Regions from separate parts of the Callithrix jacchus genome. Here region 2 is linked to region 1. A link is a contact called in public Hi-C data. All regions are on one chromosome and are shown on one strand. Each heading gives the region's core, a stretch centred on a gene start, on an enhancer-like site or on the middle of the called end of the contact. The rest is flanking DNA. Distances are from core to core; before and after follow the strand shown.

Evidence for each region. A called contact is a pair of places that touch in the nucleus more often than the background predicts.
Region 2: a Hi-C map of skeletal muscle shows a contact between it and region 1, with 4 times the contacts expected there. The contact joins the promoter of ARHGAP10 here to the enhancer-like site in region 1. A contact is called at or near these places in 2 of 3 Hi-C or Micro-C datasets (both in skeletal muscle).

What each region holds. Positions count from the first base shown.
Region 1 is chr3:48,975,261-48,983,018 of calJac240_pri, forward strand. It overlaps ARHGAP10 (Rho GTPase activating protein 10), which reads right to left. Exons shown (of 21, transcript XM_078366438.1): 4 at 4,216-4,326; 5 at 2,356-2,460. The coding sequence starts at 2,460. Among named protein-coding and RNA genes, the nearest start is that of ARHGAP10, 150 kb to the right of the region's middle. Within about 2 kb of position 4,526, at least 1 of the 16 cell types and tissues checked has an H3K27ac peak or open chromatin away from gene starts, as enhancers often do. A contact at or near this core is called in skeletal muscle, where this site is marked.
Region 2 is chr3:49,124,127-49,131,379 of calJac240_pri, forward strand. It overlaps ARHGAP10 (Rho GTPase activating protein 10), which reads right to left and starts at 5,905. Exons shown (of 21, transcript XM_078366438.1): 1 at 5,507-5,905.

The sequences.
Region 1 (7,758 bases), core at 3,276-5,775:
GATGTTATCATGCAGAGGCAGTTAGCATGTGAGAACATTTCCTTAAACACCTACACGTAACGTGAAAAACACAACGGGGAAATTTTCCAACAATATGCTGTTTTATATAGCCAGCATTTTCCCTTTACTCTAACAAAATACTGACATCAAGGAAGGAGATGAATGGCCAAGAACTGAGTCGATGACAGTGTCACTGAGGTATAGCAGATGATACGGGATGAGTAACCTGTGTTCCAAAGGTGTTGGTGTTTCTGAAGAGAAAAAATTAGCTGAAAATAAAATTCTGAAGAGCAAAGATGACATCTGGATCAGGTGTTCTCAATACTGAAGCTGAGGCAGAGAGAAACTGTCAGAGCAAGTTAGAAAAGTATTTATTAAGAAACAGCCCAATAAAATCAAGAGAGGAATATTTAGAGAAAAGGCTGAGAAAATGGGGCCATTTACTGATGACCACATCCTTAAGTGCCAGAGAATAGAGAAAAGGCTTTTTTTCCCCCCAATAAACTGTCATTTTCCCATTTCTCTATGGAAAATGGATACTGTTGTCAACTGTGTAAGTTCTTTAACATATTAAGAATTCTAAGCCAGGCGAGGTGGCTCACACCTGTAATTCCAGCACTTTGGAAGGCTGAGGCGGGCAGATCACCAGGTCAGGAATTCAAGACCAGACTGGCCAACATGGTGAAACCCCATCTCTACTAAAAAATACAAAAATTAGCTGGGCATGGTGGCTCATGCCTGTAATCCCAGCTACTTTGGAGGCTGAGATAGGAGAATTGCTTGAACCGGGACCCGGGAGGCGGAGGTTGTGGTGAGCCAAGATCATACCAGTGCTCTCTATAGAGCAAGACGAATTCTAACCAGGTCATTCTGTGAAACATTTCAACTGAAAGCTTATCTTCAAGTTTTGTTCATAAGATTTCAAGACTGAATATTGCTCATTTCCATCTAAATATTTCATGCCTCTGAAAATTTTTCGGTTTATGTAAACAGACCCTCCCTTCCCCACAGATATGTTATATACATACTTCCACAAATAAATAAGCTGTGCAAGGGGTTTCACTCAACATCCCAGGAGACTGACGTTTCCCCACAGCTCACCCCAGAGCCTGAGGCAGAGAGCTGGCTTCAAGGGCATTAGCCTATGCAGTCCACAGGGCCCTGTGCTCAGAAGAGCTTCTGCTTGGTTTAATGATCAAATGCCTCTGTCCTGAAACTCTGCATTATCTCTAAATAAGGGGCACTATTTTCTTCACTTTACATTGGTTCTAGAAATTGTATAAACAATGCTGCCTGAACGTTCTCATTCTGGCCAGCACTGCACTGGACGGGTGAGGTCCAGACAGAAAAGGTGAATTTCTATAACTCACATAGCCAGTAAGTGGAGGGTGAAAAATGAATTATAATCTCAAGCAGGGGTCCCCAACCCCCAGGCTGCCGCCCAGCTGAATGTCCGAACAATCCTCAAATCAAAGTTGACACACATATTATAAAAACGAGGTTTTTATCATGTACATTCCCAAGTATAGGGAACTGTACATTTTTAAAAAGTTGGAAAGAAAATATACAAAAAAGGTATCCACTCTCAACTTCTAATTGTGAAAGAAAATGAAGAGCAGGCTGCAACCACACCTTCCCATCCATCTACCTGTGTGTCTTTCAGTACGTGCTGTGAGTCTGTCACAAAGATATCTCACTACATTTCTAATGAGACCTCAAATTACACTCACCATACCCTGCCCAGCTTGTCAATGAGAATGCTTCCAGGATCAACTGATGTTGAGAGGAAAAACATCCACCACCTGATCACAGTATTCTGCTTAATAACATTCTCCTAAATCTCTTTATCCAAGACTTGGAAGAAAGTATACATTTTCCAAAGAAAAAAAATCAAGACCAATAGCAACTGTGAACACCAGTGCATTAGTAAATAAGCATAAAATGTAGGAAAGAAATTCCATTCCAACAATAAGCCTATTTGGGAACAAAAATCAAGATGCCCAATTAAAGGAGAAGAAATGTAGTGCATTATATATTCAGTGCCTTAAATATAAAGTGGAGTGCTCTTTTGTCTGTTGCAGACATAGCTGATTTAGAGTTAACATAAAAAAGCTTATCCTTAGAACTGACCCAGAAACTGCAGGAAAAGCCGCCAGGTGGCAGAATTTCCCAAGTCTCAACCAATTGAAGAGCAGTTTGTCATACCAAGAGTTGACCAGCAGGTGGCAGCATACCCTCAGTTTCTCTGTACCAACAGATAAGTGTTGTCTTCATTTAAGGCTTTTCATGCAACAAAAAAAATGAAAAATACACTTTTAAAACATATTTTTATAAAGAAAGCTTTCATTTCCTTACATTCTGAATGTTGATCTGTAGTTCCATTTTGTAGTGATTGAAGTCTTTGGCAAGTTCATGGCCCTGGTGATAGAAGGTAAACATCCCCTGAAAAAATGACAGCATCTAAGACACAGGAAGAAAAAGGGATATTAGCACAAAAAAATTCAGAAGAAAAAGAATCATATAAACAACCAAGTTTTCCTGTCCCCCCCCCCACCACCATCTCACTGTTATTCCACTGAAATAAAGTAATTAAAGTGAAATGACTAACATTCAAGTAAACCCCAGTACATATTATTAACTGGTCTAATAGAAAAGGATGCTTTTTTCCCTTAAATGTCACAGGCTTTAGATAATTGGTATGGCATGATCTATAGGAAAAACTGAACTGTAAAGTCATCAATTTGTCCTCTTTAGTCAGAAGAATCCCAATATTCATTTGCAACTGAAATCTTATTCGCTATAGGTTGATACAATCTATAAGCAAGTAAAATCACAGAATTAGAAAGCTCCAGGCTCTCCAGCCACATCCAGCAGAGTGCAACCTCTCTGTTTTGTTGACAAAGATATTCTGTGACTTGCCTGGGGCAGCCGCAAACCCATAATGAAACTTTTAGTTGTCTACCAGCACCCAACCTGTCCCTGAATTTACAGGGCTGCTGCCTCTGCTCCACATGTGAATAAATAAATCTAAAGTGAAGAGAAGTGATCTGGGGAGTGAGTTAAGCAAATCCTGAGATTCGTTTTCTTCCTAATGCCATACCATGGGTGGTTAGGAATCTGGGGCTTTGACACCAAATGCCCAGCAGGCTCCATTCCCAACATCAGCCAGGACTTGTTAAGGGACTGTGGGCAAATTACTCAGCCTTCTCTATTTCTACATCCTAATCTCCTCATTGAGTTATAGTATGGAATAATGAGTTCGATACAACACTTAGAACAATGACTTGAACAGCCACTGGGCATTATAAATGCCCAATAAAGGCAGACCATTATTGTTATTTCACATAAAAAGAAAGCTTTGAGGAAGTTTACTTTTTCTCTTATGGTTTAGGTTAATGACTATCGCTCCACCTAAAGCACAGCTTCACAAATGATTTTTAATCATTACTTGGTTATTCTTGTTTCTACAAACTATACATACAATGGGTAAACTGTATAGCATGTGAATGTTATTTTAATAAAGTTGCTTAAGAAAAAAAAATTCAACAAGTCAATATTAAAATTAAAATGAATCTTGAGAATCATGAATTCGTTTTTGCTGAAATCCACATGAAATATCCTTTACATTTTAAGAGATATATATATTCATGTGCCTGTATCTTCATATATAAACAACTGAAGCTATTAGAAAACACCTGTATAATCGCAAACAGAAACCATGTGTTTCAAACATAATTAAAAGGAAATGCTAGAGGAACTCACAAAATAGTCTCAAATGTTCCATATCCTGCTTCTCAACTTAGATTGCCATAAGCATTGTGGGTTGTGTTCAAAGTCATATTACAATTGTTGAAAGTATCAAAGTTTGAACTGGTAAAAGCAACCCATGTTCACGCATTCTAACAAATTCTTTCAGGAAAATTTTTAAAAGATAGAGTTGCAGACTAAAGTGACAGAAATTACACCTGGTGCCTTCCTTGTGATCACGTAGGAATGGGAATATTACAAGTTGCTATGCAAATACAGCTGAGAAACAGTGATTCAGAGGCAATTCGTTGACTTCAGGGGATCTGTGTTTGCTCTTTTCAATATGTTTCCTTCATATTTATGCACTATAGCCTCTGAAAACTCTAAAACATAAATTAGATCTAGGAGTAAAATATTTCTCTTATATTGCAAAAATCTACCAGAAACCAACTTGGCAGTAATACTCACAGGTTCCACAAACTCAAACTTCTTTCTTTCTTGGATTTCCTGCAGTTTACACACATATTCGAGAGACAGTTCATAGAAGTGTTGCCGGTTTTGCTCCACTTGGATATCTGCCTATGTTAAAATCACACAGGTGAGTCAAACTGGAGATGGTGAAAAGTGAAACTCTGCATCAGAGGACATCACACTATGGTCCTGGGCCAAAACGCACTATGTTACCTGATTTTGTAAATAAAGTTCTATTGCAACACAGGCATGACCATTCATTTACGTATAGTCTGCAGCTACTTTCCTTCTGCAACAGCAGAATTGAGCAGGTGCAACAGAAACTTCATGGTCCAAAAAGTCTAAAATATTTACAATCACATTCTTTGCCGAAAATGTTTGTGACTCCCATTCTGCATGTTGACGTTGACCCCCAAGAACTAATGATCAAAGAGGCTTTCGTTTGTGAAAAACTCCAACCAGAACCGATGCCCCAAGGCTGAAACACATGCAATCGCAATCAACAAACATTTCCATGAATAAATTCTCTAAGAATAAAGCCTGCCTGAGAAAGGAAACTCCCGGCACCTCGGTGCTCAGGGAGTGATGGCGGCAGGTGACGAACAGCCAGCCATGGCAGCATCTCAAGAACCTGGCTCTCAAAGGCGGGCCAGGGCTGGATGCCTATCTGTGGCCCTCACAACGTCTGATCCCCTGGGAGGGAAGGGGGCACCAGCTGGTCAGGAGGCTATTCCAAAAAAAGCTTGCAGCTTAGCTTGTCTAACTAGAAAGGAACGAGAAGAGCATGACTCCACAGAGAATAGTGGAGAGAGAACTCACGTCCTAGAAACCATTCTTACTAGGTATCATGTGATATTTTTCCTAACTTAGCTAATTTTACTCTTGAAAATATTTTTCTGGGCATTTCTCCAGAGAGGATACACAAAAGGCCAATTAGCACATGAAAAAGACACTCGGACATCGCTCATCATTAGGATGCAAATCAAACTCACAAGGAGATACCGCCTCACACCCACTAGGATGGCTACTATCCAAAAAGAAAAGAAGCAGTGTTGGTGAGCAAGTCAAGAAACTGGAACCCTTGTGCATCATGAGTGGGAACGCAAGATGGTACAAGCACTGTGAAAAATAGTGCTTTCCGTAAAATAATCTTGAAATATAATGTGTTGCAAAGCTAAAATGAAAATTTCCACCTAACACTCCTCAAAATCATATTTTTGTGCCTCCATTAACCAGAATTCAATCATTCAACTGCCAGCAGTCAACAGACCCAACTCCCAACAAAAAATTAAAAATATTTTTTTCCTCAAATTAAAAATAGTATCATCACATGACCCAGCAATTCTACAACTGGGCATACACCCAAAAGAACTAAAAGCAGAGACTGGAACAGATACGTGTATGCCCGTTCATAGCAGCAGGGGAGGGAAGTGACCCAAATGCCCACTGATCAATGAATGAATGGGTCAATAAAATGTGGAAGATCCATACGTATAACAAAATATGATTCGGCCTTAGACAGAAGGAAATTCTGACACACGCTACAACATGGAGGAACCTTGAGGTCACCAAGCTATGTGAAATAAACCAGTCACAAAAGGACAAATACTGTGTGATCCTACTCATATGAGACACCTAGAGTAGTCAATTCACAGAAACTGAAAGCAGTTTCCGTTTTGGCTGCCAGGGGCTGCAGCGGGGGAGAAGGGTGAGTTATGGTTAACGGGTACAGAGCTGCAGTCTGGGAAGATTACGAAAAAGCCCTGGAGATGGATGGTGGTAATAGTTGCAAAACAATGTGAATGTATTTAATACCACTGAGCCACAGACTTTTCAATAAAATCATACATTTTATTCATATGTTTTATGACCAAAAATGTTGTTTTAGAAAAGTATTTAATACTTTTGAAACAACACATTTCAAAATGTAATAAAAAGCATCTCAGCATCAAATACTTTAACATTTATTACTAAGCTACAATGAGAATTTCTACCTAACGCTCCTCCAAATCATATTTTTGTGCTTCCAATAATGAATTTGAGAGTTCAGCCATCAGCAGTTAGTTGGCACATCTTCCAGCAGAAACACTGTAATTTTGTTGAGTATTTAATAAAATAAAGACATGAGAAGGATGGTTTCTTCATTTGTTTTTACTGGAAAGGCCCTTTAAGAAATTTATACCAGCAACAGATTTATCAGGTTAATTTGATCTTTCAGCAAATTCTCTTTCCTGGTTGTTCTTGCTAGTGTAATTACCCTTGCACTGCCGGTCAACCTCTATGACCACTTCCATAACGTTCGGGAAAATCCAGAACTGTTGTGCCACGTGCTTTGTGATTAAATCACCAGAATCCCTGGGATCACTGACAGTGATGGCAGCAACAGCCAGTCTGGAGCAGCCACTGCATTGATACAGCTGCAGAGGGGAAAGGGCAGCCAGGACTGTGAGCTCCACAGAGCCCACAAGGGCCAGAAACAGGCAGGAGCCCTAACTTCTACAGAGTTATCAGGACAGGAGCCCCATGCTCCCAGGTGCAGCTGTAGCCATGCGGCCACAGTTCTGGACCAGGACATCCATGCACTCTTGGGGGCCTGGGAAGGACCACTGCCCCCCACAACCCCCGCAGGCTCAGAAGTGCCTAGCCTCTCCCTGCTCCCAGTGCCTGATCTGGTGCGGAGCAAAGTTCTAGCCCAGTTGAGGTACTGCTGCAACCCAGCCTAGTATGTGCATACTCAGAGTGGTGCCAGCACCCCCATACCCTCCACCTCCAGCTCGGCCCCCTCTGGACTTCAGGTGCCAACAAGCACAAGAGGGAGGCCATAGGGCTGAGGGCAGCTCCGCAGGGGCCTGCAGGTGCCTCTTGTGCAAACACCTTGGGTGCCATGGATGACATATTGACAACTGCAGGGGACAGGTTCCTAGGTGGGAAGGGACAGGTCCCTGGTGAAACCCCAGCTTCAAGCCAGGGACAGCCTGAAGCCTGGGAACTGCTGGGCTGCCAGTTCTGGGTGGAGTCTGCAGCCAGGGATCACAACTTATGGTGCTTTTTCCAGGGCCACCCATTACTGTTCATGGACCAATCAGCACAAACTTCCTCCCTCTGGAGACCATAAAAACACTGGACTCAGCCAGACTCAGAAAGATGTGGGGAGGGCCAGGTGGGTGGCTCACACCTGTAATCCCAGCACTTTGGAAGGCCGAGGTGGGCAGATCACAAGGTCAGGAGATGGAGACCATCCTTGCCAACATGGTGAAAACCTGTATCTACTAAAAAATACAAAAATTAGCCAGGTGTGGTGGCGCATGCCTGTAGTCCCAGCTACTCAGGAGGCTGAGACAGGAAAATTGATTAAACCCAGGAGGCAGAAACTACAGCAAGCCAAGATCACATCACTGCACTCCAGCCTGGGCGACAGAGCCAGACTCTGTCAAAAAGACAGAAAGACAAACCGAAAGACAGACAGAAAAGAAAGGAAAAGACAAGACAAGACAAGCCGACTACCAGCTGCTGGAAGGAGCAATGCCCTCAGGATCTCCT
Region 2 (7,253 bases), core at 4,655-7,154, 150 kb after region 1:
CTAAGAGAAACAAAGCAAAAACCACCAAAATGCTGAGGCTTAAAAGAATTCCCAAAACCGCCAGGCAGTGGCTCACACCTGTAATCCCAGCAATTTGGGAGCCCAAGGCGGGTGGATCACCTGAGGTCAGGAGTTCGAGACTAGCCTGACCAACATAGAGAAACCCCATCTCTACTAAAAATACAAAAAAATCAGCCAGGCGTGGTGGTGCATACCTGTAATCCCAGCTACTCAGGAGGCTGAGGCAGAAGAATCGCTTGAACCCGGGAGGCGGAGGTTGCAGTGAGCCAAGATCACGCCATTGCACTCCTGCCTGGGCAACAAGAGTGAAAATCCGTCTCCAAAGGAAAAAAAAAAAGTGCCAAAACCAAGTTTGGAAGACATAAATTCTTGTCCTGGCTCTGCCACTAACAAGGTCCTTCACATCCTTTTCCATGCCTATTCAGTAAGAGCGGACTCACTAATGAGGGCCCCTTCAGCTTCAGAAACACAGAGCTAGACAATTTTAGTTTACTACAGAGCATTTTATATAACTGTAATAGTGCTTAGTAACTGTAAGGACTATTTGTTTTAAAAAATATTTCCCCACAGAACAAGATATGTTTTCTCAAGACTGCCTTGTGTAAAATATATGAGAAAAGCATATATGGCTTATTGCTTTTTCTGGTAACTGTGCTATCTATCCATATGAATCATAAGCAACTGAAACTACATAGACATCACAAAGTCTTACAAAAGTTTAAACTGCATTGAAAGAGGACACTGGTTATTCTAAGAAAGGAAACTAGTTTAAAAAGAAAACTAAAAAAGCCATTTGAACAAAGAATTCATTTTGAATTGAGTGAATTATCTCCAAATCTACCACTTAAATCAATGGCTCTTCTCTCCGGAGTTCCTCCCCACCCCCAGTGCTATCTCCAAATTCACCCTACACACAAATGAGCAATACCGTCTCTAAACCATCTCTTTTCTATTAAGTCAGGCTTCTGCTGAAAAGCCTTCAGTAACTCCACAATATAAACTCCACATTCCCAACCTTGCTTTTATGGCCCTCCAGATTCTAAAACTGACCTTTCCATTCACCCCAGCCTACTACTCTAAAAAACGACCATTCCAGCCAAACTAATCTCTTCACTCTTCCTCAAATACTGCAAATGTTCTAGTCTCTTGTTTCCAATATGATAAGGTTCTACTCCTTACTTAAAACATCAGTGAGTTCCAAACTTCCAACAAACCTTCTCCACTCTAACATACAAACCCTCATTCCTGGAAAAGTTAGAATATTTACTTTTCACCAAATTTTTAACCTTGTAACATGTATGTGTGTATATCCTTTGTTTCTTCAAGAATTTAGCACAGTGCAGGAAAGAGTTCAAAAATATTCCTTAGATTTAAATAAATTCAACTACAGGACAATAAACTCAAAGGCAAGGGTCTCTACCCTATTGTAAGTCTTTGTATCTAATTCCAATATTAAACAAATTGTAGGTGCTAGGCTGGGCACAGTGGCTCACGCCTGTAATCCCAAAACTTTCAGAGCCCGAGGTGGGTGGATCACCTGAGGTCGGGAGTTACCAGCCTGCCCAAAATGGCAAAACCCCGTCTCTACTTAAAACAAAAAACAAAAAAAATTAGCCGGGCGTGGTGGCAGGTGCCTGTAATCCCAGCTACTCCGGAGGCTGAGGCAGGAAAATCGCTTGAACCCGGGAGGTGGAGGTTGCAGTGAGCTGAGATCGTGCCACTGCACTCCGGCCTGGGGTACAAGAGCGAAACCCAGTCTCATTAAAAAAAAAAAAAAATTGTAGGTGCTAAATATTTGTTGATTGCTATCTAACTGAACTCATCAGTAAGCCTTCAGGTCCCATAAGGCCTCAAAACTCTGTAAATATTTGTGGAAGATTTCAAAGCGTCAAGACATCAAAATTATATATTGAAATCTTCCAAGAATGAAATGCATGCAGGAGACACCAAGCAGGGCAATTAAAAATGGAAATCACTTAGGCCAGGGGTGGTGGCTCACGCCTGTAATCCAAGCACTCTGGAGGCCAAGGCCGGCAGATCACCTGAGGTTGGGAGTTCAAGACCAGCCTGACCAACATGGTGAAATCCCATGTTTTAAAAAAATAATAAATAAATAAATAATGGAAATCACTTACACAATTCTCGGAATGCTCAAAAGCCATTTTTGTAAAGTAAAATGTAAAATATCTGGAAACACAAACAATCTGACCTAGTGGGTTTTCTTCTTTCTGTAGATCCTCCACCTAATGCCATTCCTTGACTCTCTGATGTTATACAAAAGCTCAACTGGTAGGTGAACCATTTACCTAGACTGCAATTTCAAACAACCTCATCAAGCCGTTTTCAAATGCTGCAGAACCTTATTAGTTCCCCTAAGAAGTAGGGAGGAAAAGCTGGATGCAAAAGAGTTACAAGACCTGCTCAATTTTCCTACAGCCAGGCCCTATGCAGTGAAGAAGAATTAAACTCAGGTCCCCTGTCTTAGTCCAGGGCTTAGTCTTTTTTTTTTTTCTTTAGATGCAGTCTCTGTCGACAGGCTGGAGTGCAGTGGTGCGATCTCGGTTCACTGCAACCTCCACCTCCTGGGTTCAAGCGATTCTCCTGCATCAGCCTCCCAAGTAGCTGAGATTACTGGCACGTACCACCATGCCCAGCTAATTTTTGGACTTTTTCTTTTTTTAGTAGAGACGGAGTTCACCATTACAGGCGTGAGTCACCCGCTGCGCCCGGCCGACTCTATCTTAGTACACGTACTAAGTACACCTAGTCAACTTTTGATTTTTTATTATTTATTTATTTACTTATTTGGAGACAGAGTCCCACTCTGTCGCCCAGGCTGGAATACACTGGCACCATCTCTGCTCAGTGCAACCTCCGCCTCCCGGATTCAAGCGATTCTCCTGCCGCAGCCTCCCTTGTAGCTGGGACTACAGGCGCCCACCACCACACCCAGCTAATTTTTGTATTTTTAGTAGACGTGGTTTCACCATGTTGGCCAGGATGGTCTCCAGCTCCTGACCTCGTGATCCACCCACCTAGGCCTCCCAAAGTGCTGGGATTACAGGCTCTTAGTCTTTGACAAGAACTAGAAGTAAACTTTATGAACCAAATGGGAAAAGGCATGTGAGCTACAGCTGTGTTCCTGTCACCTTCTGGGAAATAATTTAAACATAAATTCTTAACGAACATAATGAGAAAAAAAAAAGACACTTCACTATTACTCTAAAAGCGTGATTACAAATTATGTTTCCTATACTGAAGGACAAGAATCAAAAGGAGTAAGATACCAACTCACAAATTCAAGAAAGTCTACAGTCTGGACTGGGGGTGGTGGCTCACACCTGTAATCTTAGCACATTGGGAGGCCAAGGTGGGTGGATCACGAGGTCAAGAGTTCAAGACCAGCCTGGCCACGATGGTGAAACCTTGTCTCTACTAAAACTACAAAAAAATTAGCTGGGCGTGGTGGTAGGCAAGTGTAATCCCAGCTATTTGGGAGGCTGAGGCAGAGAACTGCTTGAACCTGGGAGGCGTAGGTTGCAGTGAGCCGAGATCCTGCCATTGCACTCCAGCCTGGGCATTAGAGCTAGACTCCATCTCAAAAAAAAAAAAAAAAAAAGTCTACAGTCTGAAGGAAGGCTGACATCTGGTCCCCCAGATGCACTGGCTGCTGTTGGAACCTAAGGTATGCGTTCTGATAGCAGGAAAGCTAATATGCTGTCACAGAAATAGCTTTCTACCAGTGGCCAAACTGCCTTTGCCCTCGGCCTCTCTCCACGTATCTCTAGCTCCAAACGGAGCTACTACAGCCAATAAAAGACAAGGTAAATTCCCGGCCCAGTGACTCTAGCTAACACCAATTGCTCATTCTCATGTTCACTCTGCACCCCCGCCTCCAACTCCTCCTTTTTATGCTCACTCCTCCATATGTATATCGCCCTCCTACTTCCCACCCAACACACATACCAGATGCCAAGGGCCTGGAGAACCCTCAACCAAATAAGCCCACTTGTAACATGTCCTAGAGTCCCATTTCTGATTCAAGCAACAGAGACTCCAAAACAAAACAAAACAAAACAAAAACCCCTAAGTGAGTCCCAATCCTGATTTTGCAACACCAAAGAGGTAAGAAAACCAAAAGGAACCTTGGAGATCATCCAGAGTTGAGTGACTTGCTTTCAAAATTACAGGGATGGCTCAATAAATACTTCCCATAGAAATGTACTTCAACTCATTCATTAAATGCATATTTACTGTGCCAGGCACCATGCTGGGTGACCGAGACAGTGTGTTCAATATGTTTTATTCGTCCTTAATGAAAAATGGAGCGGGGACGGTGGGGGGTGGAGGTGGGGACGCAGTCTGGAGAACAGTGAGATGGGGGATTTTCCCCAGAGGCGGTATCTACAAACAAATGCACAAGGAACGAATACTCAAGGCTGAGAATTAATGAATTGAGAATCTAGGTGAGTGATAAAGGCCCTAAGAACGCAGCTCCCCAAGGCTGGATACTGCCCAAGTCCCTGTCTGCTGTATGGGCAGGTCTTTTAAAGAGGGAAAGGGGCCATTCACAGCCATCCTCCGAAGGGGTTGTGGGTCCAAGGGACGGTCAGGCTGCCCAGCTCCTCACTGTAGCTAATTCCACCCCATTTTCCAGCAGTATCACTAACTCAGTATTTCTGCAGGAATGTTGGCCCTCTCTCTCCTAGAAAGAGTATTCTCAACTACACTAAAATACACTTAACTGTTGTATATCTCCGGTTTTCTTCCGAGTTTTTCAAAAGACAGAGAAGTTCAGGGGAGGAAAGCATCAAGCCTAACCGGGGTGGAATCCCTGTTTGCAAGCGGTGCCCGCCGGGACTAAAGGGCAGGCTGTCTTCTCACTCTTCCAAACCCAATCTTTGAACCCTCCTCAGCACCGGAGGGGAGGAATGTGCGGAAGCAGCATAAAGCCAGGTGGACTTTCAGGTTTAGCACGTGAAGGGCCTAGAACAAGACTGTAGGGGAAAATCAGACAATGAAAGGGAAAACGTGAAGCTTAAGGGGACTCCGGAAAAATTCAACATCCCCACAGGATTTCAAACAATCCCCAGGAAAGTTCTTTTGAGAGATCACAAGACAAAACTAGGCAAACAGATGCCTCTGTTTTAAAAGAGATTGTGAGCAGCTTGAGGCAGCAATGAAACCCGACTCCGGGCCAGGAGAGCATAGGGTCGGTCCACCGGAGCGCGCAGGCAGCGAGGGGTGCTCGGCAGGGGCCAAGCGGGGCCCGCTGGCAGCTCGTTCCGCCGCCGCAGAGCCGCCGGGAATGGGGACTCGCCTCGCTGCCTGGGGGAGGAATGACCCCAGGGACCCGCCCCCCCGGGTTCAGAGAGAGCCGGGCAGGTCCAGAACGAATTCCCCGGACTGGAGACCCCCAGTCTCCCGCCGGGAGAGGCTCCTCCCCGCCTCGCCGCAGCCTGTCCGCGCCGGCGACCCCGCTTACTTTTGGTCGCAGCGATGAGGTTCTTCCCGTCCTTGATGAGCTCTTTGATGAACTTGTTGGTCCTCTCGAGTTCCGCTTCGTGAGCGCGGATTCTCTCCCGGAACCACGGGCTGTCGAGGTAGCAGTCGCTGAACTCCAGGGGCTGCAGCCCCATGACTGCAGCGGTTCCGGCGCGGTGCGCTCGCCGCGCGCTACTGCCAGAGCCCGGCTCCGAGGCCGCTGCCAGGTGCGGCGCCGCGCGTTCGGGGAGCCCGCAGGAGCTAGCAGGCCCGGGCGCGCGACGAGCGAGGTGCGGACATGTCCCACAGAGCCCAGTCCTGCGGCGCGGAGGAGCGGCCGCCGAAGCGGAGACCAGCGCGAGCCGCGGCGCCCCAATCCCGGCAGCCCCCGCCAAGCCCTGAGCGCCCGCGGCCCCGCCCCGCCCGGCCCCCGCGCGGCAGACACTCCCCGAGGCGCCGCCCGGCCCGGCCCGCGTTCTCGTTCGCCCCCTTCTCTTTCCTCCGCCTTCCTTCTTCCTCCCTTCCTTTCCCTTCCCCGGACTGCTCTTCCCCACGCGCAGCTGCCCCTCCTCTTCCTTGCGAGGCGTCCTCGGGCTAGAATCTCGCCCCGCGGCTCGCGCGGGCCCGCCCCTTCGCTTGGGCTCCCGGGGCCGGGGTGACTCACAGTCGGCTCCCCGCTGCATGGAATCCGACCCGGACGGAGAAGGAGCGTCTTAATTGCAGTCCTCAGTCCCCGCAGGCGAGCGACCTAACTCAGAGGCGGCTGCCTTGCAGGAGATGATTGACTCATTCATGTCATTTGTTCTGGGACGCCCCGCAACCCCCGAGCTGGAAACGAAGTCGCACAAGGGGATCTTTCCGTATCCCTGTTCCTTTCCCCATTTAAAGTGAGATGCGTGGTAAACCTCCGCTTGAGATGGAAGCCTTACAAAGGCAAGAGCGTTTTCTGGGTAGCCCAGCAGCTCTTATTACACTCCTGCGTATCCACACTAAATGACTTAGGTGAAGGGAGAGGGTGGCTAAACCACAGAAAAGTTGTTTCTGTTGTGTTCAGCAGATTAAATTTGCTTGGGTAGCTAGAGATGATCTTTATTATTCTAAAAATAACCACCGGAAAACATGCCAGGTAACGTGTGGTTTTCACTGCGTGGGGGTCACGATCACTGAGAATTTATGCCAGTGCCCTCAAAAAGCCTATTTTGTGTGTTCTGTAACAACTCCAGTGTGTCCCAAAAAAAGGTAAGGCATTTGAAAGTGTTGAAATGTATACCTAAGGCCACACGCGGTTGCTCACACCTGTAATCCCAACACTTTGGGAGACCGAGACGGGTGGATCACCTGAGGTCAGGAGTTCGAGACCAGCCTGGCTAACATGGTAAAACCCCCTCTCTACTAAAAATACAAAAATTAGTCTGGTGCGGTGGCACGTGCCTGTAATCCCAGCTGAGGCAGGAGAATCGCTGGAACCCAGGAGGTGGAGGTTGCAGTGAGCCAAGATCGTGCCACTGCACTCCAGCCTGGGCTACAGGGCAAAACAATGTCTCCAAAAATAAAAATAAAAGGATTCCTTAAAAAAAAAAAAAAAAAAACTAATAATTCATTAGAGTAACTTTTCATAATAGCAACTTATTAGGCAATTATTATGTGCCGGGCACCCACTAGGAACTCCATCTACAAACTCACAGTATAGACTTACATAATGTGATGGTAATATTAACAAGAAACTTCAAAGTAATTCCTCAAGACGT